Regions from separate parts of the Oryctolagus cuniculus genome. Here region 2 is linked to region 1. A link is a contact called in public Hi-C data. All regions are on one chromosome and are shown on one strand. Each heading gives the region's core, a stretch centred on a gene start, on an enhancer-like site or on the middle of the called end of the contact. The rest is flanking DNA. Distances are from core to core; before and after follow the strand shown.

Region 1 (7,526 bases), core at 3,611-6,110:
TCAAAAGAAAGTCTGTGTGTCTCACGAACATGAAGGACAGATTCAGAATGACTAAGTATCAAACCTGTGATCATATCCAAACTACCCTTCAGCCAGTAGAAACTCTGTTGGATGCTCGGAGCTTGAAGTTGTTCTCTCCGAGCCTCCTTTCCTGGTTGTCCTCGCCTTGCTTTGTTCATCAGGACAAAGGCAGCATTTGCACATATGGTCTCTTCCACCATAGGGACCATCTAACAGGGACACTGAGGGGATAAGAAAGCATTGATCACGATGCTAACTTTTACAAACTGGTCATCAGAGTTGTGGCATTTGGCTAAATCTATTGATTCTTCCACTTTTTGTTTTAAGGAGAAAGATTTCTAATTGCAACATTTCATTTAAAAAAACATGACATCTCTGCATTGTCTAGTCTTACATTGACCATTTACATAACAGGCTTTCTCTTCCTGCTCTCACTGACTTGGGGAAGAGCCTGGATGCCAGTGTGTAGGTTCTTCTAGCTCAAGGTTCTATTTTTTCATTTTGTTCTATGAGCCAGATTCTTCTCTGTTTCTGGGTCCATCTGTAGCAGATGGTGAGGCTTTCAAGGGATAGAATTATAATAACAACAAATGATTAGTATTTCACTGTAACAGGACGGTTGGCAGAGGGGAGCCTGCAGTTGATGGAATTAGTGCTCACACATACACGGGAAAGTTTGCTTGGCTTTCAAAGCATTTCCCTTGCCACCATGGAGGACATTAGGCATTTATTGTTCCATCAGTGACTATCAAAACTTATGTTTATATGAAATCTTTAGTCCCTCAACATCTGAAGAAATGACTTTTTAATAAAGAATTAGTCTAATTAATAATAAAAACCTAGTTACCATAAAAAGAAACATTAAATACAAATTATGGTCTTAAATTAATGCTGGAGCAGATTACCTCATATAATAATATTGTAGTAAACTAATTTTCCGGTATAATCTTGACCTACATAAAAACAATGATGGAAATAGATAATGTTTTAGCAGGCCTGTTGGGTATCTGAAAACCTAGGAAAGTATGAAAATCTGGAATTGGAAAAATATTACGAATGCATGTCTACATTGCTACATCATAGGTCCCCAAAATTAGTAGTTTAAAAATAGGTTTAACTGACCACACAGGAATATGTAATTATTGCAGGATATTGAGAAAGTATAGAAAAGCATCAATGAAATAAAAGGAACTTCAATTATACACTACTAATAATATTCAGTGGTATTTGTTTCCCATAATCTCTCTTTGTACGTTTATTTTACTTTAATATTTAAAGGAGATTATTTTGACATACTGCCCTGTAATGACTTTTTTCTACCCAGTGATAGCTTTGGAATGTTTCCCTGTGTTCTTTATTATATCACATAAATATCACTCATCACAAATCAGCTGCTAGTTCCTATTGTGGAATACTTAAGATCTTTCAGATTTTCACTATGATAAACAATTCTGAGAGAAACATCTTTAGGGTTAAATGTTTGCCCACTTCTGTAATTATATAATGATTTGAAAAACGAAGAGACCCAGATCAGCCTTGGAGGCTTCTAATATGAATAACATAGAGAAAGTAGACAGAAAATGCAAATGCGTTAGCAAGAGAGCCCAGCTACTAACTACTACGTAGAAGGGGGACTCTGTGGTCAGTGTTTGAGACAGACCTCTAATTCAGTGACACCAAATAACTCAGAATGTGGTCTTTCCTTGGGTTTCTTGCTCTCATGCAAAGCCCAGCATTATGAGTAATTGTTCATTTTACATGGGCATTTCGTATTTCCTGCCTCACCCTGTCAGCCCATTGCAGTCTGGCTTTTCTTGTCTCTGAGATGTGTGTGTGCCTACGTGTGGCGTGCACTGTGAGTGGCATGTGTTTAATGGGGGGGCAGGGGGGACTTAACCTCCTGAGGGTTATCGTGGCGCTGTCTTGGGTCTAGCAGATTATCAGCCTTGCCATCAACATTTGCCTGTTATCCCCCACAATTTGATTGCATATTTACCTCCCTGTGCTTTTCTCATTCACAAGTGGAGCCCTGCACCCTACTCATTGTCAGTTCCTGCGGTTGTTACAGGAGCATTTCAAAGTTCTTAACATTTAAAGTAAGCTGCAAAAGTTGCAAGTTTATCCAGCACATATGTGATGTGAAGTTCAGCACAACTTTCTTAATAATTGCTCTGCTGAGGTAGCTCCATAGATCTTGCTAGTGTTGTTTCTGCAGTGGGGAAGATCTGAGCAGGCACATCTAGAATTCTCCTGCCCTCCCCCCCAGGCCAACTAGCTAGAGCCACAGGGCAGGACAGGACAGAAAGGGAAGAGGAGGCTGCAGTTGGAACAACACTTTTCACTTTATCCTGTAAAGCCACTTCTCTTGCCAATTGACTTGACTTATTCATTTCCACAGCTGCCCCTACAGTCTCTCGTTTCCGAACTCTCTTTTTGCTCCCATCCGCTGCCATCCTTGCTCTACCCCCAACACACACACCATGCGTCACCTCACATGCAATGATAGCCATTGGGTTCTGCGACCTCAGCCTTCACACATAACCAGGTTGCCATAGCAACACATTGCAAGCAATGGCCCTCCATCTTCTCCTTTGATTCATTGCTTCCACAACTGCCCCGCCTGTGATGGTTTCTGTGAAATGTTTTATGTGAGTCAGCTCCTGTCCTTTCTGGCCATCATATTTCTTTTCTCAAAGCTATTTTGGGGGTGGTTTATTTGGAAAAGATGTTGGTTTTCTTTGCCTCTGCCCAGGAGTTAGACTAACACTCTGAGTACTTTTTACATGCCAAGCTTCATACTAGACTGATTATGTCGTTTGTCTGATTTGTTATTTACAACAACTTTATGAAATAAGTGCTGCTACAATGTCAGAGTTATATATGAAATTTAGTTCAGAGGAGTTAAGTAATTTTTATATGATTATGTTCCAATCAAATATTAGAGCTGGACTGTGAATCCAGAGCCTGCCTCTGACCACATTGACTTTCCTTAGTATGTTTCTATAATAAAATGACTTTTCTGCTTCTTGTTGAAATATAATTTTCTACTAAAGACACTGACTTCAAAAATCCTCTCTGTGAACTCAATCGGAATCATTCTCCTAAATTTGGCACATTCTTTATAAATGGCAGATTTTTTTTTCCTCTACAAAGGGTAGGGGATTCTCTACTACACTAAAATTCTCCCCTGACAGCAGATGAATTATTTCAGTGACATATTAAACTCTAAAGGATGAAGTTTTCTTGTAAAATTTCAAAGATTTGTAACAGGAAATGAACAGAATTTTTTTCCCCAGAAGTTACTCCTATTTTAATGATTCATCCAAAAGAAAATCCTGATTCACTTTCTCAGTATGTACTACATTTAATTAATTCTTCAAGTTAATTCTTCATTTAAAAAAAGTAATTTTATTCCAGAAAAACTTCAATAAGGAAAAGAGTACTTAGAAAAAGTATGAGTTCAATGACAATCTTAAATAAAAAGGACTGAGAGTCACTCAGTATGAGTTTGAAATTGGTTTAGAAAAATAGCCAATCTATACATCCCTTGCTTCTATATAGGAGATAATTATAATTTTTATTCATTATACCTACACATTTTTAAAATCATAAAGCAAGTAAGCAACAAGGAGAGCCTTTCAAAGGTCATTTCTATTAAAGTATTTTTTGTTAAGATTTATTTAAAAGGCAGAATTATAGGGAAAGTGGAAGATACACAGAAAGAGAACTTCCATTCACTGATTCTCTCCCAAAGTGGTCACAGCAGCATGGGGGACTGGACCAGGCGCTTCATCCGGGTCTACCACATGGGTACAGGGGCCCAAGTATTTGGGCCATCTTCTGCTGCTTTCCCAGGCACATTAGCAGAGAGTTGGTTGGGAAGTGGAGCAGCCAGGACTCGAATAGGCTCCCATATGGGATGCCGGGCGTTGCAGGTGACGGCTTAACCTGCTATGCCACAACGCTGGCCACTATTAAAAGTTTTTGCAGTTTATAGAGTTGACTCCTTTCTAAAGAACAGCTAAGGTACCGTTTAGCCGGATTTGGGTCTCTGTTCACTTAAAACTTGGCTTCCAGTGATTCCTAATGTACCTGCAAAACATTTAAACTTATGAGACTTGGACTAGCTGCATCAGCGTCTGACCATGCTTAATAAATCTTCAGTTTTCTGTCTCTGATGTGGTTTGGGTCCTTAGCATTTCGAACTTCACTGATCATTTCATGTGGCAGCTGGAGCCTGAAGTCACTAATGATCTAACATACTACATTTGTGCCAAGTGATCAAACCCATGCAAAGGAAGTAGACAGAAATTGGTAAATGTGGCTTAGGCAAGAGATTTCCTTCCTCTTTGCGTGTCTCAGGAGTGGTTGAGATATTTCAGTGCAGATTGGGTGTTGGGAGAGCTAAACCACACAGATTCTAAATGAATAGTCTCATTAAGAGAATAAATGAAAAGATTCTTCATGGGAGGGTTTGCAATATACAAATATCTACATTTGAAGATAGAGTGAATGGCTAGCTTAAAAGTGTAAGCTTTGTCCTAGGTATTAAAAAAAAAAAAAAAGAAAAAACCTCTAAGCACAGTTATACAAATTAGATCTGCTTGTTCAAGGAGTGAGAATCTCAATCCTTCCCCTATTAGTTTCTACTGATTTCTTTTATACTATATTGAGTAGATCTTTAGGCTCACTAAAAGCTGCAGAAATCATACTTTTACCAGATCCAGGCTAGCATGCTTGCCAGTAGTCTCAATGAGTCACAGCTGGAATGTCCTGTGGTTAAGATTCTGCTCTGAAAACAGAATCAGGAGCAGCAAGGCACCAACTTGTTTCCATGGCAACCAGTATTTGTGTACTTTGAAAAATGACTGTTCCTTTTTGTGTGGTAAATTTAAGCGGGAATGAATTGTAGAGGTGACGTTGGTCATCTGAATATAAACAAAAACTGATTTAATTAAGTGTCAATGTTAAAAGGACAAAACACTAGGGGCATGGGTGTTTTTCCTGATTAAGGCATTGTTCTATACTAATTAATTTATGGATTTATTTGACACTAGAGCATTTTCATAAATGTCTATTTGATGTTCAGTATAACATCCTCTTCAAAGGATAAAGCGACTGTCATTCATCAGTGCTTCCCCAAACCCACTGCCATTGTCCTCCACCCCCATGCTCTCACAATGTGTTATTTAACACCGCCGAGCCTCTGGGATTACTTGGATGAAGTAATCTCATCCGGAAGGAAGGGAAAAAACAAAGCTCTTTAAGTCATGTGAAAGTGTCCCATCTTCTAACCTTGCTAAACTGAGAGGCAAAAGTGTACTATATTGTGGGACTGTGTAGATTCCTCAGCATGTTGCTGCCTAGTGTTTGAGATCCTCCAAGCTAACGGTGATTGTGGTGTAGAGAAATTTTACCTTAGGTTGTGTTGGATAAAGATGAAATAATTTAAGCTTTGGTCACTACACTACAATCCAGACTGAGGAATAGCCCTTTTAGTGTGGAAGATAGTAGAATGTTTTCTTGTTTATTATACCTCTACTTGGGGACAGTTGCTTTATTTTTGTATTAACTAATTTTGAAGAAGATTTCATACCTGAAAATTAATCTAAAGAAGCTGAATAGTGGTTTAGGTGCACACAGCTTGTGACAGTACCTCCTCTCCCACCCCTTTGACTCTCTGTGTTTGAGTGGGGACTTGAGATCTGGGTGAAGGGCTTTTGTTCTTGTTCCCTCTTTTTATGTTCTTTTATACTTTCTCTCATTCTCCCTTCCTCATTGTGTTTCCTGTCAAAAATGTAGAATATTAGAAACTTGATAATAAGTATACACATTTAAAAGAGCAGGGTTTTTTTTGTTTTTTTTTTTTAGGAAGCTAATGTGTTAAGCCTGAAAAATAAACCTCATCTGTATTCATTTGTTTAAAATGCTGAGGTTGAGTACTTAAGAGTGAAGGATATAATGGGCTTCTGGGCTTCTCTCTAAATGTCAGCTGATCTTCTCTGAGATCTCACAAGTGCAGAAATATGATGAGCAGCCAATTCGAGGGCTCAATGAGACAGGCCAAGATCGAGAAGTCTGTGCTTTATTATGACTTTCAGCTAGGCTCTACCTGATTCCACCTTCTAAAGAATTGCCACAAAGAACCCAAACCATTTACTGCCAAAAAAGAGCAAGTACAAGTTTAGAACTCTGACTTTAAGATCTGCCTATCTCTACAGAGTTTAGCAGTGCTACTCGGTCCTATCAGAATAAATGCAGCTGTGGAAGTCATTGTGTTCTTTCATTGAGGATGTGTTGGGAACCTGCTCTCATTAAAGCCCAGCTCTAGGCAGGAAGGGAGGGGACAGAGGTAGGTCTGTGCTCTGAGGAAGCTCACAATAGTAGGGGAGATAAGACGCAGTGCCTGTAACTAGAATGCACAGGGATTGTGACTATTTCCACAAAAGAAGTGCCAATGAAAAGCTGAGAGCTTTCAAAGGAAAACTAATTTATGGCTGACTATAGAGATTAGGGAAGCTGCATAGGGATGCTTTGTAAAATCTGGCTTTAAAGCTGTCTACGTTCACACCAATATATGTCCAACAATATTTTATATCATCACATTTCAGTAAATAAAAATAATTGCATCAGTTTGGAATTTATTGAATCCAGGTTATACATTTGCCCACAAACACATGAAAACACACACTCACACACACACACACAGAGATATATATGTACTGTTTAAGAGAACAATCAACGAACATAGTTTCCATTTTATTGTCATGGGCAGCTCATCCCAAGAGTAATTGGAACAAAGTGTTTAACTCCACAGGGAATTAAGAGACAACAGAATGGCCTGAGTTATGAGGAAGCCAGTCTCTTTGGGTTGTCGTTATCTTTCCCAATGGAAGGGAGATAGTACAGAGGTTTATTTCTTGTTTGTTTTTATTTTTAAATTTGGACATATGTATTTGTTGATGTTATTAAATAGGCAGAAAACGGGTGCACAATAGATTATATAAATACATTCATGGAAAGATGGGCAAAGACCTCAGCAGAAAAACTCCAAGGCAAGAAATAAAAATGCTCAGTAAACATGGACATCTGTATTTAAACTCAAATTCTAAAGTAATCAAGATAACACAAATGAAGATTACCAAAAACAATTTTTCACTCTGATCACCAGTGTAAAAAATAATATCATTCATAATAAAAAATATTTCGGTGAAAGAAACATGTCTGTAAACTACTGGTGGAAGCATAAATTGGTATAAATTTTCTGGTAAGAAATTTAATAATATTATTTCAAGAGCCATAAAAGATTATACTTTCACTGATATCCTTTATAGCAATCTTTTTAAAGAAACATTGAAACTCTCAAATATTTAAACTGACAAACAAAATTGGAAATACCTAAACAACAATAGAATTGTAATGTAAATACAGTAGATTAGTGGCATTTTTTTTGACAGGCAGAGTGGACAGAGAGAGAGAGAGACAGAGAGAAAGGTCTTCCTTTT
Region 2 (7,526 bases), core at 2,464-4,963, 220 kb before region 1:
GTGTCCGTCTTTGTACTTGCCCGGTGTTGATTCAGTTCCTTAACCTGTTTCAGAATGGTCAAATGCTTGCATGTAAGAATCTTTGCAGCTCTTGCTCTCCTTCTACATTCCAATTAAAAATGTGTGATCTTGCAGTTAGGATTTCATTTCCACTCAAGGGAATGTGCTAAGTTAGGTCCTTATACCCCTTCTCTTATAAGCAACTACATTTGGGGTCCAGTTTACAGTTTTCTAGTCTTAAAATGTTGAGACACTTCTAAAACCATCATGCAAAAGTGAATAAGGAGTGAGTGATAATAAAAAGACCCAACTTGGAAAAAATTAGTGTTTTTGCTTCTTGTTAAGCACAGGAAAATATAGATATTTTACTTCTTATATCATTGAAGAGAATGAGGATTTTTTCCCTTATTTTTTTCCTCAACGGGGGATCTATTATATCATGTTATGGGGGTAAAAATCAGGAACAGTGATCAGAGGCAGCAACCACACATTGCTGTGTTTCGATTAATGAGGCAAATCTTCAAAATGTTATCCTAGACTGTTCACCTGAGTGTGTTTGGTAGCCAACCCCAGTGAATGTTCCAGAGAACCAAGCCATGATGGGGATCTTCCTGTTTTAGGATTCCAATTGTAAGTTAAAATTCCTTTAAGTCCATCTAACTTTAGAGCCAAAAAAAAAAAAAAAAAAAAACACTCTGCAGTTATTTTTGTTGATGGAGATAGTGTCAAAGACCCCCATACAGGTCTTTCAAAACACAAAGAATGACTGTAGCGTGTGCAAGGTTTCACATCGCAGCCTTCCCAAGTCTGGGCCAGAGAGTAGGTAGCTGATGTTGGCAAATACTTCTGTCCAATGAGAACTGTGCTTACATCACTACATTCTCAATGAGAATGTAGCCTGCAGCAAAGCTGTTCTGGGAACACAAAGACTCCTATTATGTCTGTCTAGGGCCACCACATTTGCCAGCACGTCTGTATCTACATTCCTGGTGAAGCCCATGGGAACCACTAACACCCTTCAGCTGAGCGCGCAGATGGCTGTGCCTAGTGATAACTTCCACCTAACTTGAACGCCACAATAGACTTGCAGAGCAGGGAAGCAGCCTACTGGCTGCATGCCAGCGTCTCATCCTCCAACACATTTTACATTGGAAGCCACAGGGCCTAACTGCGCTTTTTGTGGCCTTGTAAAAAGTCAACCAGCTTGGCTTTAGCAAACCAGAATCTAAGCCAAACTGTAACTGTTCGCAATCCGAATGTTAATGTGTTGCAAAAATGATATGAAAAAATATGTCTTGGGGGGAAAATAACTGTTGAAACAAAACAAAACAAAAAAGTATAAAAGACTTTATGTCCTAAGCAACTAAGGAAATCATTCAAGGGTTTTTTTTACTGAGAGGCTCTAAGCCGTGGTCTTGCCGCCGCTAGGGGGCTTTGCGCACAGATGTGAAGTTTTGCGCTTATAGACTGAAAAGTTAGAAACTTTGAGAGCGGGCCGGCGGGGTGGCTGGGTGTGGCCCTGAGGCCGCCTTGGGGGGGGGGGGGGAGGGAGTCCACAAACCTGTCTGAAAGACTGCAGGGTGCTCTCGGCTTCCTCTCTCTGCAGCATCTCCTCCTGCAACCTGAAAACAATTGCTCGTCAGCCAAAGAGGAACCGGGAAACCGCCGGGGGCGGGGCGGCCACACCCAGCCACCACGTCGCCCGACCGCGAGTCGCGAGTCCCGAGCCGCGAGCCGCGAGCCACGAGCCACGGCGCCACCCCAGCGGGCAGCAGACGAGCGACCGCAGCCTTCGGCACCACTCTCCCCGGCGGGTTTTCGCGGGACCTGGGGCGGCCCGGCGTGGAAAGGCGATGCCAGTGGCAGCCGCCGCCCCGCCCCTGGGGACCCTCGGCCATCCCTTTGTCTTGCTTCCTCCGCAGCCTCCCCCTCCTCCTCCCGCCTGGGGACTGGCAGCGTGCCAGCAGGGGCCGGGAAACTTTCTGAAAGTTTGGGCCCGTCGCTTCGGTCGTGCCCAAGGGCCTTCGAGCACGCACAAAGCGGTCGTTTTAAGAAATCTCTTAACTTGAAACGGACCTACTTGGGTTATGGGTAAGGGAAATGCTAACCGCACGGCTCGGGTTCAGGGCGGGGCTGCGCCGCCGCAGCCACATTGCCGCGCCCCTGCAGTCCCCTAGGCTGCAGCCGCCCCGGCCAACGCCCCAAGGGCGTGGCAGCCCTCTCGGGGGGGCCCGGTCCCAGCTCCCTCCCGGGGCCCCGCAAGCCTTACTTCTCCCGGAGCCGCATGATGTCTTCGGCCAGGTTGTCGCGCTCCACCTCGACGCGGGCCTTGTCGTTGGTGAGCTGGTCCACCTGCCGGCGCAGCTCCCGCATCTCCTCCTCGTAGAGGTCCCCCAGGCGGGACTTGCCCTGGCCCTTGAGTTGCTCGAGCTCGGCCAGAAGGATCTTGTTCTGCTGTTCCAGGAAGCGCACCTTGTCGATGTAGTTGGCGAAGCGGTCATTCAGCTCCTGCAGCTCCACCTTCTCGTTGGTGCGGGTGTTCCTGAACTCGGTGTTGATGGCGTCGGCCAGGGAGAAATCCACCGAGTCCTGCAGCAGCCGCACGCCGGGCACACTGCTCCGCAGGCGCCCCGCCGAGGAGCGCGTGACGTACGCGGTCCCCGACCCCGAGGAGAAGAGGCTGCGGCTGTTGGTGGGGCGCAGCGCGCTGCCCAGGCTGTAGGTGCGGGTGGACGTGGTCACGTAGCTCCGGCTGGAGCTCGGCCGGCTGGCGGTGCCCGGGCCGCCGAACATCCTGCGGTAGGAGGACGAGGACACGGACCTAGTGGACATGGCTGCAAAGGGCGGTGGTGGGCTGGGCGGCTGCGGCGGCGCGGACGGGCTCCGAGAAGAGAGCGAGGGCGCGGTGGGTGTGGGCGGTGGAAGCGCTGCTGCGTCTCTGGCGCGGGGACCTCGGAGCGAGAGTGGCAGAGGACGGGACCCCGTCGAGGGCGCTGTTTTTATAACCCGGTTAGGAAAGAGGGTCCCCTCCCACTGCCATCCTAGCCGCCGTGAGCGCCAGCCAATGGGGACCCGGCGAGAAGTGGGAAGGGTGGGCCGGGGCTTGGGGCGGGGGCGCCCTGGAGCCTTCCCAGTCTGAGGCTCTGGCCTGGGCCACGTCCCGTTACTTCGTGGGCTGGGCTGGGCTACGCTGAGACTTTCTGGGGCTTTCCTCAGGATGGCCGGAACTCTTTTTCATCCCAGGATGTTAATGAAGGCGGGGTTGCGCCGTGGTGGGTGTGGGGATCCGCTTGGATCTGGACCAAAAGGGTCCCGGGCACCCGGCCCAGGGGGCGTGGGAGGAGGCGCGCGGGCGGGAGCGGTGCGTGGCGCCTGGATTGCTGCGGTTTGGGAGCCTCTGGATGGGGAGACCTGCGGGCAAGGGGCATGAACAGGGGGAGTAAGGGATCCAGCAGATCGCCAGGCGCGGAGGAGAAAGAGACAAAGAGCGCCCGAGATTGGAGCGCGGGGTGGGGGCGCACACAGCCAGAGACGCAGCGCGGGGCTTCGCGCAGCCTCGGGCACCGCCTGTTTGCAAGGGCGGGCTCCTCTGCGCGCGACGCTTCTCAGTGTGTCCTCTTTAGGGGGCTCCGGCCCGGTCTCGTCCAGGGACTCAGGGGCTCAGTCCAGCTTGGGACGGCCGAGCTGCGAGGCGGCGGCCGAGGGAAGCCCAGGGGAGAAGGGTGGGGTCGCTGAGTCACGGGCGGTGACTCACAGCACCCCGCCGAGGGGTAGGGCACCTAGCGGTTCAGGGGAAACCGTTAGACGAGCTTGACTCAAGTTTCCGCGGGCCCCGCGCGCACTTATCGCTCCAATCTCCACTGATTTGGAGCTGGGCCTCCGCTTTGATGTGTGCGGCCCGGGCTGGGGGCACAAGAGCGCCCCTAAGTTTTTCAGAACTCGCCGAAGTCTGGCTTTGCTCCCAGGCTGCGAACTTCTCGCTCGTGAGAAACTTCTGCAGCCCTTGGAGCGTCACCAGGCATGGGTCTGGGCGCTCTTGAAGGCGCTGGTTGAAGACCTGGCTTTGCACGGTTCCCTGCCGCCCTCGCCCGCCCGGGCTCCTTTCGTCCGCCCCCTTCCTCCCCCCGCCCCTACTGTGAGGCCACACCCGACTCTGAACAGGATCTCGAAGTTCTGGGTGAAAGAGGAAACTCGAGTCCGTAGTTGCACAACCGAATTCAGTGCTCACCAGTTTTTCTGCGGGTGGAAGTCGTTATAGGTGACGTGGGAGCCAATGAAAGAATTAATTAGGCGCTGCTTAAAAACTCCACTTTGACTCGTGAGTTCAAGTGAAAGGCAATTATACAACTCAAATGACCGAATGTATGTGTTAATTTTAGCGATGCATAGTGCAGGGTTCCAGTGCATTGTTCGGGAAATGTCTCAGGTCCTGTTTTCCAGAGGAATTCGTGGGATTGGACTTGGAGCTGGGGAAGCCTTTTGTCTAGAGGACAAAAAAAAACTTGGAGATCAGGACACGGAGGGAATGTTCCGATGTAGCCGCTTTAACCTCTCTGGGGAAACCGCTGAACTCAGAGGCTATTGTTTCACTGTTAGTTACGTGGAATTGAGTCGTCTCTCTCTCTCTCTCTCTCTCACACACACACACACACACACACACACGAGATGGAGGGACAGGCAAGCCAGTGTTCTTTTGATGAAGCAGCAATTGAAGAACCACAGGTGTCGGAGTATCTGGAATACTTAGGGAGTACCGAACCGGTGAACTGCAGAACCTCTGTAAATTGATTGTACAGGAAACAGATTCCTGCACCCTCTTTGGGTGGGGACCGGGTACTGGAAATCACCTGGCATTTAAGAAAAAGCATGTGGTGGCAATTGAAGGGTGTAGCATAGCCTTTTTTGTACAAACCTCTTTGAGCAATGTTTAGTTTACCTCATCTCAGTGAGTCCTGGTGAATGGCACTGCCAAGGACCTGCCACAGGACCCTCTAAGGCCAGCTCTCCTGCTGTGGCTGTCCTTTGTTCCCTTATTCACTGGAGGCTGAGGGGCATTCCTGGGACTAGCCTATGTTCCACGTTAAGGTCTTGCCTTTCTGAGGGCCCTTTATTCAAGCCACTGCTCAGCAAATGTCACCATTGTAAGTTTGCCTGCAACCCTTTGAATGGCAAGTCACCTCCCTTTGGGGAGAGGAGAGGCTGGACCTTCCCCCTGCGTGAAATGCTGATCCCAGTGCAATGCGGTGGCGCGGTCAGGGGCCACTTGATGACTGACTCACTATGGAAAATGAGGGCAAGGCTGTGGTGTGGTGTGGCCACGGGCCCCGCCTGCACCCACAGCACATTCCGCAGGGCAGTGGTGGTTCTGGGGCAGGCTTTCATCCTCTTCATCCTCTAGGGGTGCTACTTCTTTCTAGCCTGTCACCATTCTGTAGTCTCAGGGCTATGGTAAGCCTGGGGGTATGGCCACAGCTGTTAGATTTATATATCCCATGTAGTATATGTAATTATATATAATATATGTCAAGCATATATATATATATATACATATATATAGTACCAAAGATACTTCAGAAAGTTCACAGAAAGTGGAATTAAAAGGTAAGTTTATTTTTGTGCAGAAAATGTTGAAATCCATGCAAATTTTTTCACTAGGTACATTTCCTGTGAACATTCTGAAGACTCTTTGTGTGCATAATTTCAAGTTTTTTGCCCCAATATAAACTGATTTTTAATTCTATTTTCCACAAATATTTTTAGGCACCCTGATATATACACACACCTATACACATGTGCAGTACCCAATTTGTCCTCCCTGTGAGAAATCGCCATAATTGGAGGTAGACTGCAGAATGCTGAAAGATGAGAGTTACAGAAACACTTTCACTCACTCATGTAGAATGCGGGAGACTTTGGAAAGAATTCACACTGAGATAACATATCCATGCCTAGCCCTATGCCTCAATAAGAAGTCATCAGTTAGGATTCGTTATGTCTGAACTCACATCCTTGAGCTTGATAATGTATCCTGCTGTCTCTATTATCTATGGTCTTAGTTAACTTTTGAAAGCAACCTGTACACAGACATAGATTTCTCAATTTTTGTATTTTTTTTTTTTGCCAGAAAAATCTGAGAAGTATTTTTGAGTGCTGGATCATGAATCTGGTTTAAACATTGCATGATGCAAGTGGTGCATGAATAAGGACACGGTGGTATGATTTGTAGGCCAGGCATAAACACGACTACATTTGGAGTTCTAGCAGTGATTTTGGAATTTGCAAGCTCTGGCGATGTCAGTTGGACTGGTTGATGTGAACTGACAGCCCAGCCAGCCGTGTGCACAGGAGCTTAGTGGCCTGTGGAGGCTTTGGGAATGGTGGCTATGCCACAGCAGGACTGTCTGGGTGAAGTGTTGAAAGCAAGAAGGTAGATGAAGTGAGAGGGTGAAAACTGTTGCAAAACCTAAATGGCACAATAATAAAGATACTAATGAACAATACCCTAAGTGCATTAATTTTTATGTCTACGGAATGGCAAGCATTGTGCATGCATTTAATTTAAGTTAATGCTCTTGCAGCAGCCTGCAATGTAGACTTGGTTCTCCAGTTCACAAATTTGGGGTCTAAGGCTCAAGCTCACAGTTTTCTCCTGTTGTAGAGCTAGTGGGGTGTGGAAGGAGATGACAAGAATTTAAATTGAGGCTCTTTTCTGAGTCCAATATATACTTGTCATTTATCTTTGATTGGTGTTGAAATTTTTCATACTATCAGGCATTCAATTCATAAACACTATTTAGGGACCAACTGTGTCCCTGGAACTGAGGGGACTGAAATTAGCAAAGATCCTTTGGCGTAGGAGCAATTTCCCTCGGAGTACATTGGCAGACACAGAGAATGTCATGTTTTATGTTAGGTTGTGTCAATGATTCATATTAGATCAGCAGGGAGATTCCTTTCTACCTGCGCTCCAAGTCCATACTTTGTGAGTTCATCATTGTCACCCAGATTCTGCTCTGTCTCTTCAGAGGCATCACACCCAAAATTGGTCTTAGCTTATCTCACGCCCTAAACCCCACCAACCACAGCAGCTTCTCTTTCCAACTTTCCTGTCTCTTTGGAACATCCCAGCAAAGTAATCATCATTGCCACTTCCCTACTCTTGGATTGCTCAGTTCCAGTGAGTACATGTCCCCTTGCTTCCTGTGTCCACTCGTCTGTTAGATTGCTGTCTGCGATTGGCTTCCATTCTTCCAGCTTACAAATGCATCTGTCTTTGGGCTGTAATTCCTTTTTCTTAAAAACTTCCTAAATGAAAGATCTCTGCGAGTGAGATTCCAGTGAAAAGAACAGGTCATCAAAGAAGGAGGTACCTTTCTCTGAAGGGAGGAGAGAACTTCCACTTTGACTACGACCTTGTCTAAATATGATCAGAGTTGGTGAACTCAAAAGGCTTCCATAGCCTTGGCAACTCATGACAAGAGCCTAGGGTGATTACTGAAGCCATAAACAAGAGTGTCAATTTGTTA

What was found. A called contact is a pair of places that touch in the nucleus more often than the background predicts.
Region 2: a Hi-C map of an unstated tissue shows a contact between it and region 1, with 2.4 times the contacts expected there. The contact joins two enhancer-like sites. A contact is called at or near these places in 3 of 6 Hi-C or Micro-C datasets (embryonic fibroblasts, psoas muscle and an unstated tissue).

What each region holds. Positions count from the first base shown.
Region 1 is chr13:43,147,210-43,154,735 of mOryCun1.1, reverse strand. The region is part of intron 27 of CUBN (cubilin); the gene reads left to right. LOC127483446 (a long non-coding RNA gene) reads right to left here. Exons shown (of 3, transcript XR_007909672.2): 1 at 4,740-7,526; 2 at 65-242. Among named protein-coding and RNA genes, the nearest start is that of CUBN, 110 kb to the left of the region's middle. Within about 2 kb of position 4,860, at least 6 of the 8 cell types and tissues checked have an H3K27ac peak or open chromatin away from gene starts, as enhancers often do.
Region 2 is chr13:43,366,433-43,373,958 of mOryCun1.1, reverse strand. It overlaps VIM (vimentin), which reads right to left and starts at 7,126. Exons shown (of 9, transcript XM_002717420.5): 1 at 2,270-7,126; 2 at 1,562-1,622. The coding sequence starts at 2,832. Within about 2 kb of position 3,713, at least 7 of the 8 cell types and tissues checked have an H3K27ac peak or open chromatin away from gene starts, as enhancers often do.